Regions from separate parts of the Pan troglodytes genome. Here region 2 is linked to region 1. A link is a contact called in public Hi-C data. All regions are on one chromosome and are shown on one strand. Each heading gives the region's core, a stretch centred on a gene start, on an enhancer-like site or on the middle of the called end of the contact. The rest is flanking DNA. Distances are from core to core; before and after follow the strand shown. Region 1 overlaps GRIP1 (glutamate receptor interacting protein 1). Region 2 has its middle 29 kb from the start of HELB.

Region 1 (6,320 bases), core at 2,343-4,842:
GCAGTTTCTCCCTCACTGTGTTCTCCCTCCCACAAGTGCACAATTTTTCTCTCCATGCCATGTGGCTGCTGCAGAAGGAATGGGGGAGGGGCCGGCATCATCAGTTCAAGACTTTCTTTCCTACCCTCTTCAGTGCCTCTTTCAATGATATGAAGTTAAAACCAGGTACTGTGATTGCTCACCTGATTTTTGGTTCTTATAAAGGTGCTTTTCTGTATGGATAGTTGTTAAATTTGGTGTTCCTGCAAGGAGGATGATCAGTGGAGGCTTCTATTCAGCCACCTTGCTCCGCCTCCCTCCTGTTACCATTTTCTAGCTACAGGCAGGAGGTGGGGAGGGTCCCCAGAGAGTCTGGGGCATGCATTTTTAGAGGGTAACTTAAAAGAAGGGAAGGGAGAATGGATGCTGGGAGACAATTAGCAGTCTCTGGCACAGATATAATGCATAAAAGGCTGTTCTTACAAATCTGTGTATATATACATATACACACATAGAAACATATACATACTACATTCACATTATTTTTTTGTTTGTTTCATTATGGACCTTAAAATTTTTTTCAACAGACCTACCCTGGTCCACAGCCAGTTTTAGAGTCTCAGTGGCCACTTTCCAAATAAGAAGCTATGGATTCATCTATAAATTTTCATGCTACTCTGGCCATAGTGAGTTTCCAGATGCAAGTGGAAGTAGCAGAGGTTCAAGCCTTAGGCTTCCACTAACTCTATTACACCTTGCCTTCTCTCATTCTCTTAATGCTCTCCTAGTATCTGGACTACCAAGGATCAAAAGTAATACAACAATATGGAGAAAGACAAGGATACCTGGGTCTATGCAGACCCTCGCCCATTACCTCCCTTCCTAGGAATTGTATGCTTCCTGAGTGACACATATGTTCTTGTTTAATTGAAAAAAGTATAAGAAAAAATGTTTTTAATACTCTGCAATTTAATATCATGGCAGGCAACCCAAATAAGACTAGAAGAAGGGAGGGAGTTGTCAATGAAGTACAATTTAAAAACAATTGAACCTCTTTTCCTCTAAAGACTACCATAATGCTGCATTATGCTTAATGCCTCTTTAAATGGCCTAGTTAAGTGCTCATCATTAGTCATGTGTTACTTTGCATTCACTAACAGAACTGGGACCCTGGAACTTGGGGATAAATTGCTCGCAATAGATAATATCCGGCTGGACAACTGTTCCATGGAAGATGCAGTTCAGATCCTCCAGCAATGTGAAGACCTGGTGAAGCTCAAAATCCGCAAAGATGAAGATAATTCAGGTATTGAGAGCATCCTTAGTTAAAACTGATTTTTCGAACTGCCCATCTGTCACCAAAGATATTAGATCTTGATGTTTTACATACAACAGCTGGCTAGTGATGTGGCAGCAGTGTTTCACAGCTAAAAGAGTCTTTAAATTTTGTGCTGAGAGTGTAGTACAAATTTTAAATAATGGTGCTTGTAAATGATATCATTAAGATATTTTCATTATAGAAAACATATTATAATTGCATGAAAATAATTTTTAAAGATGAAATCTAAATCATCATCTAATACAGTGAAACTGGTAGTTTTCTAGTTTTTATTGGTATTCATATGGCATAACTATAACCAAGTGAATGTTGCATTTTTTTACCTAATTTTACATTGTAAACATTTGATCGTTTTATAAACTCTTAATATCTATCATTTTTATTGACTGCCTGTGATTTACCTTTCTTCTCTTCTTAAATCACTATATTGCTTCCAATTGTTTCATTATTGTAAATAGTACTCTTATAGACATCTTTATGCATAGATATCTTTATCCAGCTTTTTTTTTCTTTTGAAATAAGAAAATATTCCTAGAAGCAGGATGGCTGAGTAAGAATACAAAGGAAATGTCTATGATTCCTGATGAGTCAGTCATGCCCCATGTTGCTTTTCAAAAGGGCTATACACATTTTTTAGGCCCTCCAATCAAACTTAGGAGGGCATAGAATCATATCTGAAGAGCTTGTTAAAACACAGATCCTGGCACCACCCCAGGTGGGACCTGAGATTCTGGATTCCTAATAAACACCCAGATGCTGCCACAGCTGTGGTGCAAGGAGCACACTTTGGGTAGCCCTGAAATAAGAGACATCTTATCTGATTATGATAAGAATATAGAGCCAATTGAAAAGTGTCCATTCACCAAAAGAGTCAGCTAATGCGGGGAATTACAGAATGTGATATGGATCCATAAAGTAAACGTTTAATTTACAATTTTGCCAATCTTGTGGGTAAAGTCAAGGCCTTTCCTATTAATATGGTTCTGCTGATTATACTTACAAGTCTTTTTGTTTGTTTGCCTAAACCGTATCCACAATATATATTTTATGATTTCCAGTTTTATTTTGGTTTGGTTTGGTTTTTAATGCAGTGAGACTTTAAAGAATTTATAGCAATCTGAATTCTTCCTCCACCTAGATTTTGGTTTTCCCCAATGTTGTAGAGTTTTTCCATTAGGTAATTAACAGTAGATTTTTTGTTTGTTTGTTTTTTGTTTTGTGTGGCACACCCAGGCTGGAGTGTGCCATGGAGTGCAGTGGCGCCAACTCTGCTCACTGCAACCTCCACCTCCCAGGTTCAAGCAATTCTTGTGCCTCAGCCTCCTGAGTAGCTGGAACTACTGGTGTGTGTCACCTTTCCTGGCTCATTGTTGTATTTTTAGTAGAGATGGAGTTTTGCCATGTTGGCCAGGCTGGTCTCAAACTCCTGACCTCAAGTGATCTGCCCACCTCGGCCTCCCAAAGTGCTGGGATTACAGGTGTGAGCCACTGCGCCTGGCCATAGATTTTTGCCTAACGAACCCTTATTGAATCTTTCCAAACCATTGGATTTTGTTTTCACAGAACAACTACATTCATATTTCATAGGTTATATAAGATTAATTAAATTACATAGTTAAAATAACAAGTACAGCTGGCATAAACAGGTTTAGGAATAAATATAATTGCCTCTAGATTTTGAAGTTTACAACTCAAGCAGGAGCAGGAGCAGAAGCTCAGAGGGGCAACCTAAAGAAACCTATTGCTCTGGAGCATGCCATGGCATTGGTCTGTACATTTTATGGTGGAAGACGAACAGCCACAATTAATTCAGTAAATTGGTTAAGTGGAGATTGGTTAAGAGAACGTCTACTGTATATAATTTCATTGCAACCAATAATGAAGTTGTGGCAATGTTCTGGGATTTCGTTAATCAGGTCATCTAGATCTAGAGTTCACGGTTATGTCAGGCTATGTGTTTATGATTCCTTTTCCAAGTAAAAAAAAATCTATAGTTGCATCCTTCAGTACAATTGATAATAATGATTATATCCAAATATATTTTATAACCAATGTTTAAAAATATGCACAGGTTTGCACTCATTATTTCTTAAGCAACTGATTTTCTGTGCCAACATTTGCATTTCTCTCCTTACAAGCCTGCTTCAGTTGCACTTTCTTTTGGGGATTGATTTCAAAATAGAGAGGAAGCTTTTAGCGTCAGCCTGGGTTCTGTCCTAGTGAAGAGGCAAAGCCCTGTGGAGAAACCTGTTTTGCATGATTTGCCCTGCTCAGCAGATGTCAGCTACCTTCCTTGCAAAGTGAAAAAGCCAAGCCAGAGATGAATATGTATAGTGTGCACAGCTGGCAATGCATCCAGTTTCAAAGCCAGGCTGTGTCTACCAGTTGGCAGGAGTTTCTGAAACAACTGAGCACTTGGAGAGCTAGATCTTATTTTCAGTTACTGATTTCCTTTGCCTCATTTTCCCCCTTTATACCCTTCCCCTACAATCCCTATGTATACTATTATGATGGTTATTGTGCTTATTAAATATGTTTTAATTTTAAGAGGCTCTGTTTTTAAAATCCTAAACCTTCCATTGAAAAACATACAACCACCCAAAATAAGACTATAAATATTGGCATGAGAGACATGCTTACCCAAACCAGATTTTCTCATATTGATATACAGAAATATATACTCATTCAGACATGGTTTTATAAAAGATCACTCTTTGAAAATTATTCAGTTATTGATTTGGAAGAATTTATATGATCCTAGTATCCTCTTCCCTCATAACATCATAAATATAATTTGAGTATCTGAATTCATTTTTATTCAGAGCAAAGTAAGGGAGGAAAAAAAAACATTATTCAAAATGTAAAGCCTGACCACAGATTATTTAAAGGCAAACTAAATCTTCACAAAGAGCAAATGTTTTAAAATCAGACATGACATAAGAACTCAGAAGAAGAGAGGGTAGACGGGGGATGAGGGACAACAACTACATATTGGGTACCGTGTACACCGCTTGGGTGATGGGTGCACCAAAATCTCAGGCTCCACCACTACACAATTCATCCAGGTAATGAAAAATCACTGGTACCCTTAAAGCTATTGAAATAAATTTTAAAAAAAATCAGACCTCAGTTTAAAGTTCAGCTCTACCACATTTGAGCTGTGAGAGTTTGGGCAACTTGCTAAACTTGTCTGAGATTTGGTCCCATTTTCAGTAATGTCTACATAGTAATACCCACCTCAGGGAGCTATTGTAGCTTACTGAAGGAAATACTGGCACAGTCCATACTCCACTCAATAAGTGGGGACTATTTGTATTCTAATTACCTCCTGAAATCCCTTTCTCTGCATTCGTTCTGATCCTTGATCAAGGTATGACTGAGTGGAAAATAAGCATTTACCCTTTGGACAGTCACTGATTTTGAAAGTTTGATATAATGCTTAATCTGAAATTATGCTGGTAATTAGAACTATCACATTAAATAGTTGTCATGCTTCGTCTCAATATTTTTGAATGGTAATATTCAGCGTATATTCTCCACCCCCAGAAATATTGCTCATACTAATGTGGGCCCTCTGCACTGCAGGAGTTTTCCAGTCCTTTAACTGCTGGCTGCTCTCCATCCTTCAGTGATGATTCTCTCTCTGGTCACAGGAAGTTTATAACTATACTTGATGTAACTTGGTTTCCTAAGCTAGCTTGTACTGCAATTGGGGTTTAACAGATACTACTTCAAAATGTAAGCATTTCTTCCAGCTTCCCAAGTCTCGCTACCCTGCTGTGTCCTTACCCAAGGAGATGGTAGAACTATTCCCAAATGCTGCTAAAGTGCTCGATTTTCAGTCATGCCATCAGCATTCGTTTATTGTCTATGAAGTATCAGGCAATGTGCTATGGACTACCAGTTCTTAGATAAAAGGGACACAATCCTGCCCTTAAATCAGTTACCACCAAATAGGAGAAACAAGAAAATCAATAATTAACAATATGATGAATGTCATAAGGATATGCACAAAATATTCCACAATGGTAAGAGAATGTGAAGGCGTCCATTTCAGCCTGAGGACCTCAAGGAAAAGATTCTAACAACCTTGGTCTCGAAGGGATTTGTGAAGTGGTGCAGAAAGTTAGGGAGAGCATGGCACACTCTAGTAGGCAGATATGGCTCAAGCATAATGTGTGCAAGGACTTGGTAGTAGGTAAGCTAGAAAGGTATACTGGAGCCAAGTCATTATGGGCCTTGTAAATCATGTTAAGAAATTTGAATTTTATCCCAGAAACCAATGGGGGGCCATTAAAGGACTTAAAACAGGAATGAGGCCCACTGGACTTGGTTAGTGACCATTGATTTTAATCACTTGATGAAAGCGCTGAATGAGCCATTCAGGAGAGTCTGAATTAACTCTGTTTCTAGCCCAAGCTGGGGGAAACAGTAGAATGAAAGACTAAGAATGCCAGACTGGCTTCACAACTGACAATCTGGGAAATTTAGGCAAATTAACTTCTCTGAGCATCAGTTTCCTCATCTGTAAATGTCCATTTAATGCTTACTTTACATGGCTGTTTTAAGGATTAAAGGAGGAGATGTGTGTGTGTGTGTGTGTGTGTGTGTGTGTGTGTGTGTGTGTGTGTGTGTATACACATACATATTTTTTTCTTTGAGATGGAATTTTGCTCTTGTCGCCCAGGCTGGAGTGCAATGGCACAATCTCGGCTCACTGCAACCTCCGCCTTCCACGTTCAACTGATTCTTCTGCCTCAGCCTCCCAAGTAGCTGGGATTACAGGTGCCCACCACCATGCCTGGCTAATTTTTTGTATTTTTAGTAGAGATGGGGTTTTGCCATGTTGGGCAGGCTAGTCTCAAACTCCTGACCTCAGGTGAGCTGCCTGCCTTGGCCTCCCAAAGTGCTGGGATTTACAGGTGTGAGCCAACGCACCTGGCCTAAAGGAGGTAATATATTTAAGAACTCACCAATAAGTTTGCACCTAGTGAGGCCCAAT
Region 2 (6,149 bases), core at 1,978-4,477, 130 kb after region 1:
AAAGTCTGAAAGAATTGGAAAACAAGGCAGAAGAGGAGCAGCGCATCCTCCAGCAGTCAGTGGTGAAAATGTATGAAGATATGACTTTGGAAGAGCTGGAGGATCATGAAGACAAATTTAATGAGGAGGATGAACATGCTATTGAAATGTACAGACAGCTGAGACTATCTGAGTGGAAAGCAACTAAACTGAAGAATAAATCTGGAGAAGTTTTGGAGATCTCAGGAAAGGATTATGTTCAAGAAGTTACCAAAGCTGGTGAGAGTTTGCGGGTAATCTTGCACCTTTAAAAACAAGGAATTTCCCCTCTGTGCCCTGATAAATCAGCACCTTGGTGGACTTGCCAGGAAGTTCCCTGGTGTCAAATTTATCAAAGCCATTTCAACAACCTGCATACCCAATTAACCTGTTAGGAATCTGCCCATGATATTTGTTTACCTGGAAGGAGATATCAAGGCTCAGTTTATCAGTCCTCTGGTGTTTGGCGGCATGAACCTGTCGAGAGATGAGTTGGAGTGGAAACTGAATCTAGAGCAACTAAGATAGACCTGGAGGCAAACCCTAAGAAACCGATTGAAGACATGTTGCTGTCCTCAGTGACGTGCTCTGTCCCCAGGAGGAAGGACAGCAATTCTGAGGGTGACTGAGGCTGCAGCTGCTGTAACTTGCCAAACTTTCTTGTGACAAATGGTCTGGATTTCTTTAAAAAGGAAAAAGCAAGAAGGAATGCTTTTGGGTTTTAGTTTTGTATAAATTATGTTTCATATCTTTTTATTTCAGAAATAATCATTGCTGGAAATGCTGTTAAATTTTTTGGAACTCTTCTTAAAAATTATAACATTTCCTTTTTTAAAAAAATTAAAGCCAGTTATTGGTATGGCACAAAAAGAAAAGAAAGAAAATGAAGACAACTCAGAAATATATTTTGTAAATTATGTATCAGATAAGAGACTAGTATTCAGAATATATAAAAAACTGTTACAACTAAACAATAAAAAGATAAACAACTCAATTTTTAAATGGCAAAGGATTTGAATAGGCATTTTTCCAAAGATGACATACAAATGAACAACAGTCATATAAAAAGATGTTCAGTGTCATTCATCAGGGAAATGTAAATCAAAACTACGAGATACCATTTCACACCCAAAAGTTGACTATACTTAAAAAAAAAACCAGAAAATAACAAATATTGGCAAGGATGTAGAGAAATTGGAACCCTCATACGTTGCTGATGGGGTTGCAAAAGGGTGCAACTGCTTTGAAAATAGTTAAGCAATTTCTCAAAATGTTAAATTTAGGGTTACCGTATGACTCAGCAATTCCACTCTGAGTTATATACCCAAGATAACTGAAAACATATCCATACAAAAATCTGTACATGAATGTTCATAGCAGTATTATTCATAATAGCCAAAATCTTTCACAAACAAGCTATGCAATGTTGAAGTCCCTGCAAACACCCCAAATACCCATCAACTGATAAGTAGATAAAGTGTTATATCCATACAATGGAATATTATTCAGCAATAAAAAGGAATGAAGTATTGATACATGCTACAACATGGATGAACTTTGAAAACATATTATGTGAAAGAAGACAATCACAAAAGACCACATATTGTATTAAACATTTATTTGAAACATCCAGAATAGGCAAATCTGTAGAGACAGGTAGTAGGTTAGTAGTTGGCTAGGGCTGAGGAGTGGGTATGGGGTAATACAAATAAAATAAAAATAAAAATTGATGGCTAGGCACAGTGGCTCACGCCTGTAATCCCAACACTTTGGAAGGCCGAGGCAGGCTGATCACTTGAGGTCAGGAGTTCGAGACCGGCCTGGCCAACATGGTGAAACCCTATCTCTACTAAAAATACAAAAAGTAGCTGGGTGTGGTGGCAGGCACCTGTAATCCCAGCTGCTCTGGAGGCTGAGGCAGGAGAATTGCTTGGCGGCATGCAGAGGCTGCAGTGAGCCAATACTGTGCCACTGTACTCCAGCATGGGTGACAGAGTAAGACTCTATCTCAAAATAAACAAACAAACAAAAACAAAAACAAAAATGGATTATAGTGGTGGTTGTACAACTCTGTGAGTATACTAGAAAGCATTGAATTGTAAACTTTAGTGAATTGTCCAGTGTGTGAATTGTATCTCAATAAAGCTGCTAAAAATTGAGGTTTTTTTGAAAAAAGAAATTGGTTATAATAAGAGTCATGTAATGTTTTCCTTTGGGGTGAATCTGGAGATTTTGATTAGAAAGGGACTTGTGAGACTTCTGAAATGTTAACAACATGCTATTTTGGGGTCTGAATGGTAGTTACATGGGTGGTTTTTTGTGTGTGATAATTTAAGCTGTACCTTCAAGCTTCTTGCAGCTTCTGTATGTATGTTTATTTCACAAGAAAACATTTATAAAAGTATACCAAAAAATATTGATTTTAAACAAATTTAAATTTAAAACAAATCTAAAGGAATGGGTTAATGATTTTATTTTGTCATTACTTGTCTACTATTTACCAGTGGCATGAACTGGGCAAGGCAGGCAACCTCTGAAAGCCTCAGTTTCTTCTCCCGTTAAACAGGAACCTATTATGTCTGTATAGTAGGCTGAACCTATAATTGTTAGTAAACCACCTTCCTTTTTGCCCAGAACATTATAGGCTTTTGACATGATCTAAAAATGTAAAAAGTTATCTGAGAAAATGCCCATTTTCTGGGCAGGAGGTGAACCTCCCTGGTCAGTGTGGCACAAAGAAAGGCTCAGTAGCATGGAGGAATGTTAGAAAAATCAAGTACAGGTGAATTTGGACACTGACAGAAAGGCAGCAAAATGGGGACAAGGAAGAACTGTCTTTGGTGGGTCCAGGTGTAGAGTCTTTTCAGCAGAGACCAAAGAGAGACCAGATTAGGGCTGGCAGTCAAGCACCAATGGGCATGCATCTACCTCTGAGACAACAGGAGAAATAGGTGTTCCCAAATCCTCGGGCCTTCGGGGATTGACCTATCTGGTAAGATCCAAATAAAATAACTCAGTCCTCCCTCTCATATAATTGCAGAAAGTCTAGTATCTCTACAATGTTTATCAGGGTACAGGGAGGGGGGAAGCTTTGTCTTTAGTGTTCATCACCTCCTACTGTGCTCAATTCTCCAACCCCACAGCTGTCTTGTTTCTTGTCTCTGCTGTCCTTTCTCTTTACCCTAAGCTAAGGCACAGCTCTCCCTCTTTCCCAAAGCACTGATAATGTAAACCTGCTCCATCTGGTGGTACCTAAGCCTTTTTCGAAGAGTTGGGGATAATGGGTCAAAGAAACTCAAAACAAGAAACTATTTAAATTACCATCAGGGAACAAACACTACCATTAAAATGCCTTTTCCTTCCTCAATGCAGGATAGCATATGAGTAGCCCCTTACTGGATGTGCCTCCTTGAATGAGTTACTTAACTGATTAGTCTTCGTTTCCTCCTTTGTAAAATGGTGATAATCCTAAATTTGCTTCTGGGATTCCTCTGAGGATCACATAAATAATGTATTTGAACACAGAATAGCTATTGATGTAGTAAATGATGCCAGTAGTAGTAGACGAAGGAAAATGAGTAATAGCATTAGATCTCTGACTTGGTGATATATTCTAGAGGCCCATTCCTTCCCACAGAGTCTGTTTTCACATCTAGTCTCTTCCCTGCATCTAGAATTACAAATCACAAGTTTCTTGGGCTGCAAAGGAAAATAGCTAACATTCCTGTTTCTTTATTATGTAGAACATTTTGGCTACCCTTTGCTCAATCCCATCTATCCAGCATAATCCAGGACCCTCTCTTTCCATTCCAAAACTTTCCTAAATACAGAACCCTGGGCCAGGCGCAATGACCCACACCTGTAATCCTAGAACCTTGGGAGTCCGAGGCAGGTGGATCACTTGAGCTCAGGAGTTCATGACCAACCTGGGAAACATGGAAAAACCCTGTCTCTACTAAAAATACAGAAAATTAGCCAGGCATGGTGGCGTGCACCTGTTATCCCAGCTACTTGGGAGGCTGAGGTGGGAGGATCACCTGAGCCTGGGAGGTCAAGGCTGCAGTGAGCCAAAACTATGCCACTGCACTCCAGCCTTTGCGATAGGAGTGAGACTCTGTCTAAACAAACAAACAAACAAACAAACAAACAAACAAAACATAGACTCTAGACCCTAGAGCTCTGCCTTGAAAGATTTAATAAAAACTGGCTGAGCACAGTGGCTCATGTTTGTAACCTCAGCACTTTGGGAGGCCAAGGCAGGTGGATCACCTGAGGTCAGGAGTTCAAGACCAGCCTGGCCAACATGGTGAAACGCTGCCTCTACTAAAAATACAAAAAAAATTAGCCGGGCCTTGTGATGCACGCCTGTAATCCCAGCTACTCAGAAGGCTGAGGCAGGAGAATCGCTTGAACCCAGGAGGCAGAAGTTGCAGTGAGCTGAGATCATGCCATTGCACTCCTACCTGGGCAACAAGAGCAAAACTCCATTTCGAAATTAAAAAAAAAAAAAGATTTAATAGAAACTGAAGATAGAGTTTTTTCTCTAAGCAGAACTCAAAGTCAGAGGACCTCTGCTCACCTTTCCCATAAGTCTCACTGGGAAGAAAGGCTGGCATACATTTGTTCTTTCTTTTGCCAGAACAACCCATCGGTGTGGCAGCTTAAATAGTTATTTATTCGTCCTTTAGCACATTCATATCATATCTGAGTTTATTTATTCAACAAATCTTTATTGAATGCTTATTTCATGCCTGACATTCTGCTAGGTACAGGTGAGCAGAGACACACCTGGAGCTCTCTTGGGGCTTTTAGCTGAGTCTGGGACACGGATATTCAATAATGACCAGAAACCCAATGCAAAGTGCAACAGTGATAAATGCTACAAAGGGGAAGTGTCTAGAGCTAACAGAGCACCTAAAACAGAGCTTTAACCTCATCTGAGAGGTCAAAGAAGGTTTTCTCAGAGGAAAGGATACAGCCCAAGCCTGAAGTCACCTTTCTGTTAATGTCCAGAAAAGAGGAAGAGTTCAGTGCATTGTGGGCAGGTGGAGCATTCCAGATAGAGGACACAGAAATGGCTTCCAACTATGTGGGAAACCCATGCTTTAGGGATTCATCATAGAACTCATGCAGATCATGATTGTTCCAAGAATTCTTTCCAGAATTGGCACAGATATGGGCAGAAAACCAAGGTGATGGCCAGGCGTGGTGGTTCACACCTGTAATCCCAGCACTCTGGGAGGCCGAGGTGGGCAGATCACCTGAGGTCAGGATTTCGAGACCAGCCTGGCCAACATAGTGAAATCCCATCTCTACTAAAAATACAAAAATTAGCTGGGTGTGGTGGCAGGCACCTGTAATCCCAGCTACTTGGGAGGCTGAGGCAGGAGAATCCCTTGAACCTGGGAGGTGGAGATTGCACTGAGCCGAGATCAAGCCACCACATTCCAGCCTGGGTGACAGAGTGAAACTCCATCTCAAAAAATAATAATAAAATAAAATAAAACCACGGTGAAGAAGCAAGGCCCTCCTCCACTTTACTGAATGTTGAGGTTGTGCCAAAGTAGTAAGAGTATCTCTAATACCAAAATCTCTATGCAGTATGCTCACACACACCGGGTTTACTTAATGTAGATGGAGTTTCCCTGACATACTCTGGAGAAATGGCTCAAGCCTATACACAGTCATTAGAAAGGGAGGCTTCTGTTATGTTTGCCCAAAGCTTACAGGAAATATCCCTTGCAACACACTCTGCCAGGAAACCATCTTTACGTAATTCCTCCCTGTGCTCCAATGGCACCTGTTGCATGTTCTGTCCATACACTTACCTCATGGTAGTTCATCATTTGTTGATATCTCTGTGTCTTAAAAGTTTGACAGGAAATATAGCTTAGTGTTTAACTATTTACTATGCTATGTTTAATGTTGCTAAGAACAATATTTTTCCTTAAAAACAGAAACTTAATACCTTGGCTGCTTTGGAGGCCCCTCAAGAATCTTGCATTTAAGGAAGTAACTGAAATATTAGAACATTTTGTCTGTGCTAAATGTCTTTGTATTGCATTTTAGTGGCTATTAATTACTAGTAAAATCACTTTCCCTCTCTTCAGCTCCCCTTATTAAAATCTCTG

Evidence for each region. Hi-C and Micro-C count contacts between places; a contact is called where the count stands out from the background.
Region 2: a contact with region 1 is called in a Hi-C map of induced pluripotent stem cells, with 1.5 times the contacts expected there. The contact joins two enhancer-like sites. A contact is called at or near these places in 2 of 7 Hi-C or Micro-C datasets (blood and induced pluripotent stem cells).

The regions. Positions count from the first base shown.
Region 1 is chr10:29,629,564-29,635,883 of NHGRI_mPanTro3-v2.0_pri, forward strand. GRIP1 (glutamate receptor interacting protein 1) reads left to right here. Exons shown (of 23, transcript XM_054664159.2): 15 at 1,140-1,285. Among named protein-coding and RNA genes, the nearest start is that of HELB, 100 kb to the right of the region's middle. Within about 2 kb of position 3,593, at least 1 of the 24 cell types and tissues checked has an H3K27ac peak or open chromatin away from gene starts, as enhancers often do. A contact at or near this core is called in induced pluripotent stem cells, where this site is marked.
Region 2 is chr10:29,760,689-29,766,837 of NHGRI_mPanTro3-v2.0_pri, forward strand. It overlaps the pseudogene LOC100614744. Among named protein-coding and RNA genes, the nearest start is that of HELB, 29 kb to the left of the region's middle. Within about 2 kb of position 3,228, at least 1 of the 24 cell types and tissues checked has an H3K27ac peak or open chromatin away from gene starts, as enhancers often do. A contact at or near this core is called in induced pluripotent stem cells, where this site is marked.